Regions from separate parts of the Sus scrofa genome. Here all the other regions are linked to region 3. A link is a contact called in public HiChIP or PLAC-seq data. All regions are on one chromosome and are shown on one strand. The core of a region is the stretch at or near the end of the contact, and the rest is flanking DNA. Distances in the headings are between cores, read along the strand shown. Region 1 overlaps TSC22D3 (TSC22 domain family protein 3). Region 2 has its middle 65 kb from the start of TSC22D3. Region 3 overlaps MID2 (probable E3 ubiquitin-protein ligase MID2).

The links. HiChIP or PLAC-seq counts read pairs in DNA pulled down with a chosen protein or histone mark.
Region 1: an H3K27ac HiChIP or PLAC-seq map of alveolar macrophages shows a contact between it and region 3. The contact joins two enhancer-like sites. A contact is called at or near these places in 2 of 47 Hi-C or Micro-C datasets (retroperitoneal adipose tissue and subcutaneous adipose tissue) and 1 of 2 datasets of contacts at active chromatin or transcription factors (alveolar macrophages).
Region 2: a contact with region 3 is called in an H3K27ac HiChIP or PLAC-seq map of alveolar macrophages, with 2.8 times the contacts expected there. The contact joins two enhancer-like sites. A contact is called at or near these places in 5 of 47 Hi-C or Micro-C datasets (embryonic fibroblasts, epiblast stem cells, liver and 2 more) and 1 of 2 datasets of contacts at active chromatin or transcription factors (alveolar macrophages).

Annotation. Positions count from the first base shown.
Region 1 is chrX:88,189,089-88,192,529 of Sscrofa11.1, forward strand. All of the region lies in intron 2 of TSC22D3 (TSC22 domain family protein 3), which reads right to left. Among named protein-coding and RNA genes, the nearest start is that of TSC22D3, 43 kb to the right of the region's middle. Within about 2 kb of position 1,708, at least 21 of the 83 cell types and tissues checked have an H3K27ac peak or open chromatin away from gene starts, as enhancers often do. A contact at or near this core is called in alveolar macrophages, where this site is marked.
Region 2 is chrX:88,166,864-88,170,487 of Sscrofa11.1, forward strand. No RefSeq gene overlaps it. Among named protein-coding and RNA genes, the nearest start is that of TSC22D3, 65 kb to the right of the region's middle. Within about 2 kb of position 2,353, at least 32 of the 83 cell types and tissues checked have an H3K27ac peak or open chromatin away from gene starts, as enhancers often do. A contact at or near this core is called in alveolar macrophages, where this site is marked.
Region 3 is chrX:88,352,378-88,355,566 of Sscrofa11.1, forward strand. The region is part of intron 3 of MID2 (probable E3 ubiquitin-protein ligase MID2); the gene reads left to right. Among named protein-coding and RNA genes, the nearest start is that of NLRP12L, 50 kb to the right of the region's middle. Within about 2 kb of position 1,499, at least 1 of the 83 cell types and tissues checked has an H3K27ac peak or open chromatin away from gene starts, as enhancers often do. A contact at or near this core is called in alveolar macrophages, where this site is marked.

The DNA of each region.
Region 1 (3,441 bases), core at 458-2,957, 160 kb before region 3:
AAACCGTGAAGTAGGAGTCTGTCTTCAGAACCTTCCTGCTTCCTTTTCAGGTACCTTCCTCCTGCCTGTCCCCGCGGGCGCCTGTGCCCTCCTGCTGCCCAGGGTTCCGTGGGTCCCCTCACTACTGTTTAGAGGCACCTTGCCCTTGCTAGCAATGCCCCTTTTATTTTTATTTTACTACTTTTTTTTTTAGGGCCGCACCTGTGGCATAGGAAGTTTCCCAGGCTAGGGGTTGAATCAGAGCTGTAACCACTGGCCTATGCCAGAGACAGAGCAATGCCAGATCTGAGCCGTGTCTGCGACCTACACCAAAGCTCACGGCAATGCCGGATCCTTAACCCACTGAGCAAGGCCCGGGATTGAACCTGCGTCCTCCTGGATGCCAGTCAGATTCATTTCCACTGAACCGCAACGGGAACTCCAGCAATGCCCCTTTTAAAGGGGACTCTTAGTCTCTTTCTCCTGCAAATCATAAGTACCCGGCCTTATGGGCCCATCCTAAAAAACAAATCGGGGAAATGTGTTGGTATACATGGCAGGTAATGTCTTAACGGGCTCTGCATAGATCACGAGGCTTTAGCTTTCAGTGGTATAATTCGAGGCATGGGTAGGGGCATGACGGTGGGGAGGGAACAAGCTGGGGGGGGGCAATGGTGAGAGGGGGGAGATTGCTCATAAGAGATCTTCCAATCTTGCCAAGTAGGCCATGCACTGCTCTGACTATAGGTTAAGTCTGGCTCTGCACAGAGGAATAAATGCTCTGCCCTTACACTCGTGCTGTGTTCTTTCCAGAGCATGGTGGAAAGGGCACTGGGAAACTGGGATACTGGGATAGTAGTCAGGACACCGGGTCTGGCCTGGTTTTGACCCTGGCCACCAGAACAACCTTGAAAAAGCCTCATAACCACCCTGTGCCCCAGTTGCCCCTACATGTAAAATGACGGGACGGAGGCTACGAATTTCTATGTATTTGATGAATGATATCCCTATTTAGACCGAGAGCTCCATGACACCATACAGCGAGGGCCTGTAACGGTGTCTGGCACATAGTAAGTGCTCAGCAAAAGGAGTAATTGCATGAAGGGAGGAAGGAATAGTAAAAGTGACTTCCAAGGTTGCTGCCAGTTCTAAAAGTCCCAGCCTTGAGGTCTTCAGATATAGCTCTTTACGGCTGTGCCCCTGAGTGTAGACGCCCAGGCCAAGGGCGGAGCGAGGGCTTCAGGCGCCCTTGCCCTTGGGACCAGAGGGTACAGGGGCAACCTGCACCATGGAGGCACAGCCTCTGGGACCAAAGGCAGCAGGCAAGAGCTTCCAGGAGGCCCAGGAGGCTTGCAGGATGCTGGATGGGGGATGGCGAGGAATGTAGGAAGGGCAGGGTCGGTCAGAAGGAGTCAGGAGAGCAACGTTTACACAGTTTTCTGTAAAACGGGAAGCTGAGATAACAGACTTGATGGGTGTCTGGACTGAGGTAGGAAAAGTGCCGAGTTGCATGGTGACTCAAGGTCAGGAGCTGGAATGGGGCCCAGAGTTCTCAAGCCTCTGCTCACCCCCTTGGGACTGGCCCCTGGCCCCAGGCCAGCTCCCTGAATAGCTCCCCCACCCCCACCCACTCGTCCACAATTCCAGCTTCTTAGGCTAACCTGCTTCCCTGTTCAGCCCTGCTGGCTGCCCCCCTAACCTCTCCCCCGCCCCCACGGCGACATGAAGTCCTCCCTCAAGGACTCCGGGGCAGTCATCCATTAGAATTCTCGGAGGCCAGGCAGACTTGCCCCCCTCCTCAGCATCGCCCGCATTCTCACTCTGACGCAACTCCTCCCTTTCTTACGCAAAAGGGGTAGGTTTGCCAGTGCTGCCTCCCCTCCTAATATGCCCCCTGCCCTCTCCTCCCCCTCCCCACTCCATGGCCCGGCTTTTCCTTAGGAACACTCCCAGGCATTATTCTCAGGCGCTGAGATAGTCCCCATGTCCCCTACTCTTTCTTCCAGCACCCTTTCACTTTTTTTTTTTTTTTGTCTTTTAGGGCTGCATCCTATGGAGGTTCCCAGGCTAGGGATCGAATTGGAGCTGCAGCCGTGCCAGATCCGAGCTGCGTCTGCGACCTACACCCCGGCTCATGGCAATGCCGATCTTTGACCCACTGAGCGAGGCCAGTGATTGAACCCATATCCTCATGGATGCTAGTCGGGGTCCCTAACCCCTGAGCCACAATGGGAACTCCCCCTTTAGCATTTTAACGGGGGCCACAGTTTCAAACCAGGAGAATGCATCTTTAAGAATGAAATTTAAGGAGTTCCCACTGTGGCGCAGCGGAAACGAATCCAACTAGGAACCATGAGGTTCCGGGTTTGATCCCTGGCCTCACTCAGTGGGTTAAGGATCTGGTGTTGCCGTGAGCTGTGGTGTAGGTTGCAGACGCGGCTCGGATCCCGCGTTGCTGTGGCTCTGGCGTAGGCTGGTGGCTACAGCTCCGATTGGACCCCTAGCCTGGGAACCTCCATATGCTGCTGGTGTGGCCCTAAAAGGACAAAAAGACCAAAAAAAAAAAAAAAAGAATGAAATTTCATATATTAGCAGAGAGAGAGATTTACGGGCCTGGGTTTTTTGGCCCAGAATTCCTGAGATACCGCTGTGGAGGTGATTACCTCCATACTTTGGATGCTCATTAGGCCAGTTCTGTTTTTCGCTGCCCCAGGAGTCGGGAGACCAAAGTGCGGGTCCCTTCTCTGCCATGAAAACTGTCTGTGTAACCTCGGGCAAGTCACTTAATCTCGCCGAGTCTCGGTTTCTTCATCTGTCAAATGGAAGCAATTACCCCTGCCCTACCTACCTTGACAGGGATGCTATGAAAATTAAAGGAGACCTTGTGTGTGTGTGTGTGTGTGTGTGTGTGAGAGAGAGAGAGAGAGAGAGGGAGAGAGAGAGAGACAGACAGACAGACAGACAGAGACAGAGACATAGACAGAGACAGAATGACAGAGAGAGAGTGTATTTTCTAAATGGCAAGGCCTGGGACAAAGAGCAGGTATCTTGGCTCCCCGCTGCTGTGCTTGAAGGTAACTTGGGTACCTGGCAGAGCCCTCTTTACAGAATGTCAGTGTGTCTCTGGCCTGCCCCGTTCCTCTGTTTCTCCTCCAGGGCTTGGGTGTTGGCCCAATTTGGTCTCCTGTGCACCTCCACCCTGCTTCAAGAACATCTCCCGCTCGCCCCCAGGCCTGTCGCCCTCAGGCCTTCCTCCACCATCCAAGGGCCTCTTGCCACACTCTCTCCTTCTTGGCCGCTCAGGGCCCAGGGCCATCTGTGCGCCGAATGACCCTGCCCTCGCAGCCCTGACCTCAGCCCATCCTCATCAAAGCTTTGAAGAGGAAGGACTCTGGGGCAGGGGTAATGACTGAACTTGACAATTTGCTACAGAGGCTGAGCACAGCGCGGAACACCCAGCAT
Region 2 (3,624 bases), core at 1,103-3,602, 180 kb before region 3:
TCACCAAGAGTGCGGAGCTGGTTCATTGTTAAGTATCTGAGACAACTTGAGGAACTGGGCTGTCTACAAAGCACTACTTACATCCATTAATTTCTAACCAACCAGGAGGAGGGCATGTGAGATTTAAAATCAGGATTTTTCCGGGATGAATAGGATGGTGTGGGGACAACGTCAAAACACCCTAAGGGACCAATGCGTTGTGCATGTTATTTCCCATGGTCTTTCTAGAATCCTTCTCACTATGCCCTAAGTCCCAATGGCCCTGCTTCCACATCTGCTCACTCCCTGTGTTCCTCCTTGGAGCCTAATTGGAATTGCTTTTCTCTCTGGGAGTTCCCAGCCTGAGAGCCCTGCACCTTGCACCTCTACCATCATTGCTGTAAATAATCTACCATCTTCATCTTTGTTCTTCTTTTCAAATCCACCTCTATGGTTTTGTGGCGAATACAACGCATTCCTTTAAAATCGCTGGTGAATTCACAGTCACTGTTTATCATTGTATGTTCTCTTGCTCTCGCTCAATGAATTCGGTCCTACCTCAGAGATACCAGGTTCGGTGCCAGACCATGGCCATAAAGTGAACATCTCAACAAAACAAGTCACGTGACTTTTTTTGGGGCTTCCCAGTGCCTACCAAAGTTATGCTTACCTTATACTGTAGCCTATTAGGTGTGCAATAGCATTATGCCTGAAAAAACAATGTACAGACCTTATTTAGAAAATACTTGGAATTCCGTCGTGGCTCAGCAGAAACGAATCTCCCTAGCATCCACGAGGACGCAGGTTTGATCCCTGGCCTCGCTCAGTGGGTTAAGGATCTGGCATTGCCATGAGCTGTGGTGTAGGTTGCAGACAGGGCTTGGATCCCTAGTTGCTGTGACTGTGGTGTAGGATGGCAGCTTTAACTCTGATTTGACTCCTAGTCTGGGAACCTCCATGTGCCGAGAGTATGACCCTTAAAAAAGACCCGAAAAAGAAAAAGAAAATACTCGGAGTTCCCATCGTGGCTCAGTGGTTAACGAATCCGACTAGGAACCATGAGGTTGTGGGTTCTATCCCTGGCTTTGCTCAGTGGGTTAAGGATCCGGCGTTGCCATGAGCTGTGGTGTGGGTCGCAGACGCGGCTTGGATCCCGTGTTGCTGTGGCTCTGGCATAGGCCGACGGCTACAGCTCTGGACCCCTAGCCTGGGAACCTCCATATGCTGCAGGAGCAGCCCAAGAAATGGCAAAAAGACAAAAAAAAAAAAAAAAAAGAAGAAGAAGAAGAAAATACTCGATTGTGAAAAAATTCTAGCCTTCATCAAGTTATAACATCAAAGATGACTGATCACAGGTCACCGTAACAAATATAACAAATGAAGAAATTTAAAATATTGAAAGAAAAACCACCATGTGACACGGAGACACGAAGTGAGCAAATGCTGTTGGGAAAATGACACTGATAGGTTTGTTCGATGCAGAGGTAGCCAGAAAACTTTAATTTGAAAACAAAAAGCACGGAGTATCCATGAAGCGCAATAAAGCGAGGTATATCTGTACTAAAAGTTCAACTACTCTGGGGTTGGGGGAGATCTGAGAATAGTTTTGGCATTTGAAAGTGGCGCTTGGGGAGTTCCTGTTGTGGTGCAACAGTAACGAATCCAACTAGTATTCAGGAGGATGCAGGTTCGACCCAATTCAACCCCTAGCCTGGGAACTTCCATATGCCCCGGGTGCAGCCCTAAAAAGACAAATCATAAAAATAAAAAATAAAAAAAAAATAAAAGGGATGTTCTTGCACAAAGACTGGGATCCAGTACCCCACGGGATCAGTGGCAGCCGTGGGCGTGGTACCAAGCTCCCTGGCTCTCAATTTTCTTGGCCATGACATGGAGTTAAATCGTGTAAGCGACTTTTTCCTTCTTTTTTTTTGGTTTTGTCCATGGCATGAGGAAGTTCCTGGGCCGGGGATCGAAACCGCCCCCCCCCGCCACAGCAGTGATCAGAGCCACTGCAGTAACAATGCCAGGTCCTTAACCCACTGTGCCACAAGGGAACTCTGTAAGTGCCTCTTTTCCTAAGGGCAGGAAACATGGATTTCGGGGAGGGCTGGCTGCAAAGGGTTGGATGAGATGACAGATAGGAGGGTCCTGGGAGAGGGGGCATGTCCAGGCAGGGGAGCATTGGCTGCGCCCAGAAGCCCAAAGCCTGCGAAGGTCTTTCCAGGAGCAGTGCATTCTTTTGCCTTGCCCCACCCTTTCTTGGTTTTCTGTGGAACAACAATAACAAGAGCTGCTCCTCTATGTGACTAACAAACAGCCACAAAGTTCCTCTTATCTAGTCTAGCAACCGCTGTGGCCTCAGAAGTTGCAGTGTTTGTCTCTGTTTAGTCACGGTTGCCTAGGCAACCGAGTGGTTCTCTCTTTCCCACTGTGTGACTGTGGGTATGTTTTTTCCCCTTTCTCGTAGGGAAGGGCTGGATGACCAGAGAGGGCTGTGTGCTTGCTGGGCCAGCTTCTGGGTTTCCTTTTTTTTCCTCTGTTGGTTCTTGTTTGGCTGGAAATCAGGGCGTGGGAAGTCTGTAGATGAGCCGAAAAGTCCCTCAGCTCTTCTTGAGGCAGGGAGGGGATGGGAGTGAGTGGGAACTGGGGAGATCCCTGTTGGGTTGGGGCCAGAGGTGGGGGAAGCTGGGCAAGTAGCTGCCTGATCCAAAGTCTAGATATCCATTTCAGCAGCTGTGGAATCTGTACAGCCACGAGATCGATCGAGTGGGCAGGTATAGACAATGAACTTGGCATCATGAGTAGAGAGGTGAGGAGCAAGGGTGGGAAATTGGGATTGGAGAGGCCAGCAAGCAGGAGTTTGTCACGTTCCAAAGCAGAGTTTTAGTGACTGGAAACGAACGGGCCAACCCAACGTAACTGACACTTACAGCGAAGGAAGGCTGACCTTTTAAATATATTTAGAAATTGATGGGTGCAAGGAAGGGGGCTGAGACCTCTGGGTCCTTGAGGTTTATGACTCAGCAACATCAAGGAGTTCTTTTAAATTTCAAGTGACAAAGGGAAACCAGGGGGCTGAGAACACAGCTCAGGGGCCACGGTGGCTCCAGGTGAGGGCACGGTGGAGGAGACAACGAATGCCCATTGACAGAGTATCAGAGAAATGGCAGCACTCCAAATGCCAGAGACAGGGGGCCGGCGAAAGGGTGAGGATGATGGGTGAGGATGACCCCCAAAGACAGGAAGAGTAGGGAATGGGGCGTCCGGGTCCTTAGACTTGGCCCTGCTCATGAGGCCGGTGGGTCTTGTAAGCATACTTTCAGCAGCGACAAGTGGAGCAGTGGGGCTTGAGAGCCTCTTTCCTCGGGGGAGAGGGATGGGGTTCGGGCCGCTGCATACATTCTGCATCCTTTTCTCACTAAGGCCCTCTTAGCGCCTTTTCTGACATCAGGGCTCCCCTGCGGATGGGTATTAAGGACAATGCACCAAGTGGTGGGATGATGTTTTCTGAGGAGGGAAGGGGCCCACTTGTGTTTATCTGGTTCCTCTCTTCTTGCTCCCTCACATGTATCCCACTTTTTCTTTTCTTCTTCTTCTTTTTTTTTTTTTGTCTTTTTTTAGGGCTGCACCTGCAGCATATGG
Region 3 (3,189 bases), core at 249-2,748:
ATTCCTTCCCAGCCAAGAAGTGAAATGTAATCGGTGTTTTGGCAGAAGTCAGCACCTGATCTCCCTTCTGGCATCAGACTTCTGCTCTGAATGGAGAGGTGATGGCCTGGCTCCTGGTAGGAGGAGGAGAAGCTATCTTATATTCAGAGGCAGGGTGACCCCTGTCCAGCAGTGTGAAGGGCGCTACCATTGGGAATGTGATGTAGATGCTTAGGTGTGGGAAGAAGAATAAAGAAAGGGGAGGGTTCGATCCCGGGCCTCGATCAGTGGGTTAAGGATCTGGCATTGCCCTGAGCTGTGGTGTAGGTCACAGAGGCTGCTCAGATCTGGCATTGCTGTAGGCTGGCAGCTACAGCTCCGATTCAGCCCCTAGCCTGGGAACTTCCATAGGCCAAAGGTGCGGCCCTGAAAAGCAAAAAAAAAAAAAAAAAAAAGAATAAATAAAGGGACACGGTAATCTCAGAGAAAAGCAAATCGTGACCCAGTGTGTTCCAGAAAGCAAAACAGAAGCAGAAACTGAATAAAAACAAACCAGATGATCAAACAGTGCCCGCCTGTTTGTTCTGCAGAAAACCCCAGAAGATACAGTGGTTTTAGCAGTAGTCACCATCGTCGTCAGAGCAGTGGTAGTCAAAACAAAACAAAAAAGCAACTTTTCGGCTACCGATTATATATCAGAAAATGTATTGGGCGCTTTATTTCTGTTATTTAATAAACATGTATAAAACCCTACGAGGCTAGATACTAATAGGATGCTCATTTACAGAGGAGGAACCTTAGGCTGCTTGCCCCAGACCAGACAGGTTGTTGATAAGCAGCAGAGCTAGGAGCCTAACCTGGGGCTGTCTGACTTCAAAGCCCATTCTTTGTAAGGATTTTCCATTTTCAGTTTGGTCTTTGGTTCCCTAAAGATAACCCCTGATTTTTTTTTTCCCTTTTGTCATCTGAAGTGCCCTGTCTCATAAAAATGACTTCTTTCTCAGAATGATGCCTTCCCTGACCTTAGCTGTCACTGTGTGAATTTCCTTGGCTCTCACAGTAGATTTCTTGCACTGGATGTATGCAGAAAGAATCAGGATACAGGAGTTCCCGTCATGGCTCAGTGGAAACAATTCTGACTAGCATCCTTGAGGACGCAGGTTCGATCCCTGGCCTCACTCCGTGGGTTAAGGATCTGGCATTGCCGTGAGCTGTGGTGTAGGTGGCAGATGCAGTTCTGATCAGGCGTTGTTGTGGCTGTGGTCTAGGCCAGTGGCTACAACTCAGATTTGACCCCTAGCCTGGGAACCTCCATATGCCATGGGTGCAGCCCTAAAAAGACCAAAAAAAAAAAAAAAAAAAAAAAAGAATCAGGATACCACAGCCGTCTCCCAGAAACAGAGGTCTTGGGCAGGGATGCTTACGTCAGACTTGAGTACAAAGAAGGGCTAAATGCTCCCTACAGTCTAGTCTGAGGCTAAAGAATGCCTAATCATTCACTGGCTTGCCCTGCTCTCCTTCCATTACATAAGTCTGTGATTGTGAAAGCCAGTGAAAAGGAGGGCTTGGGGAAGAGCCCTAGACTCAGAATCAGGAAACCTGGGTTTTGGAACTGTCTCTGCCACGCACTGACTGCTTGACCACGGGCAGAATGGCCAGTGCCTCGCCTCTGTTGCACCCACTGCCTGCTTTGCTCTGTTGCAGTTACCTGATTCCATCTCGTTTCCTTCATTGGACAGCAAGTTTCTTAAAGGCAGTGGCCATGACTGTGCCACATTCATTGTGGAAACCACAGTTCCTAACTGGTCTCTCTGACTCATGCTGTCCCCCTTTAATCCATTTTCCACATTGTTGTGGGAATGAGCTTTTTAAAATGCAAAGCCCACATGCCACGCCCCTACCACAAACCCTTCAGTGGTTCCCCATCACCATTAAGATAAAGGTTTCTAAGACCCATTATGATCTGGACCCTGTCTGCCTTGAGCATACGCTTTTCACTACCTGCACTTTATACCTGGTTCATTCACTCTGCAAGTATTAAAGCATATCTCTGCCTTGGGCCAAGCATTGGAAGCACAGTGTGAACATGGCACCTGTCCTCAGAGAACTTGCACCCCTCCCCTTTGCTCCTGGCTGGCGAATGCTTATCTCCTAAGGCTCAGCTTGGGCATCTCCTCCTCCAGGAAGCCATCACACATGCTCTGTATCCCTCTCCTTCTCCCTAATCTGGTTCAGGAGTTCTTCCCCTGTGTACCTGGAGAACCCTATCTATCTATCTATCTATCTATCTATATTCTTTGGTCTTTTTAGGGCCACACCCATGGCATATGGAGGTTCCCAGGCTAGGGGTCGAATCAGAGCTACAGCTGCAAGCCTACGCCAGAGCCACCGCAACGCCAGATCCCAGCCGCTTCTGCAACCTACACCACAGCTCACGGCAATGCCAGATCCTTTACCTACTGAGCGAGGCCAGGGATCAAACCCGCGTCCTCATGGATACCAGTGGGGTTCGTTACTGCTGAGCCATGACGGGAACTCCCGTATATGTACATTCATCATAGCACTTCTATATACCTATTTGTCTCCCCACCAGACCTTAAACTTAGTGGGTACTGTGGCCTATCCACTTTTTTTATACCCAGCACATGGCTTGGGACACAATAGGTGCTGAGAAAGGATAATTAAATAAACACTGCCCTCTGGTGGCTAGCTGTTGTCAGTACAATCCTTTATGCACCCCAGGGATGAGTAAAGCACAGCCAGTTTCACAAGAGAGGTAACTCTTTCCTTCTTTTAACATTGGGTGAGGAACCATTTCAGAATATGTGATCTCCTAGCACCTAGGTGGTTGTTTCAGCATCTTTGAAAATCTTCCATAATGTGGCAAACCATATGTAAATGGCAGAGCCAAATTACCATTTTGAGTAATTGTATAAAAAGAAAATGTAAGGGAAATTTGCCTCTTGTAATGAAGACATGTGACCTAGTATACAATTTTTCATTCTCTCTTTATTTCAGGGCCAACATACTCACATTCGTTCATTAATTCCACAAATATTTGTTGACTACCCACAGTGTGCCAGGCATTATTCTAGGTGTTGGGAATACAGTAGTGAATAAAACAAAGTCCTTAAGATTACGAAGCTTATGTGCTAGCTGGGGGAGACACACAATAAATATATTTTTATTAGGAGTTATACATGTTATGGA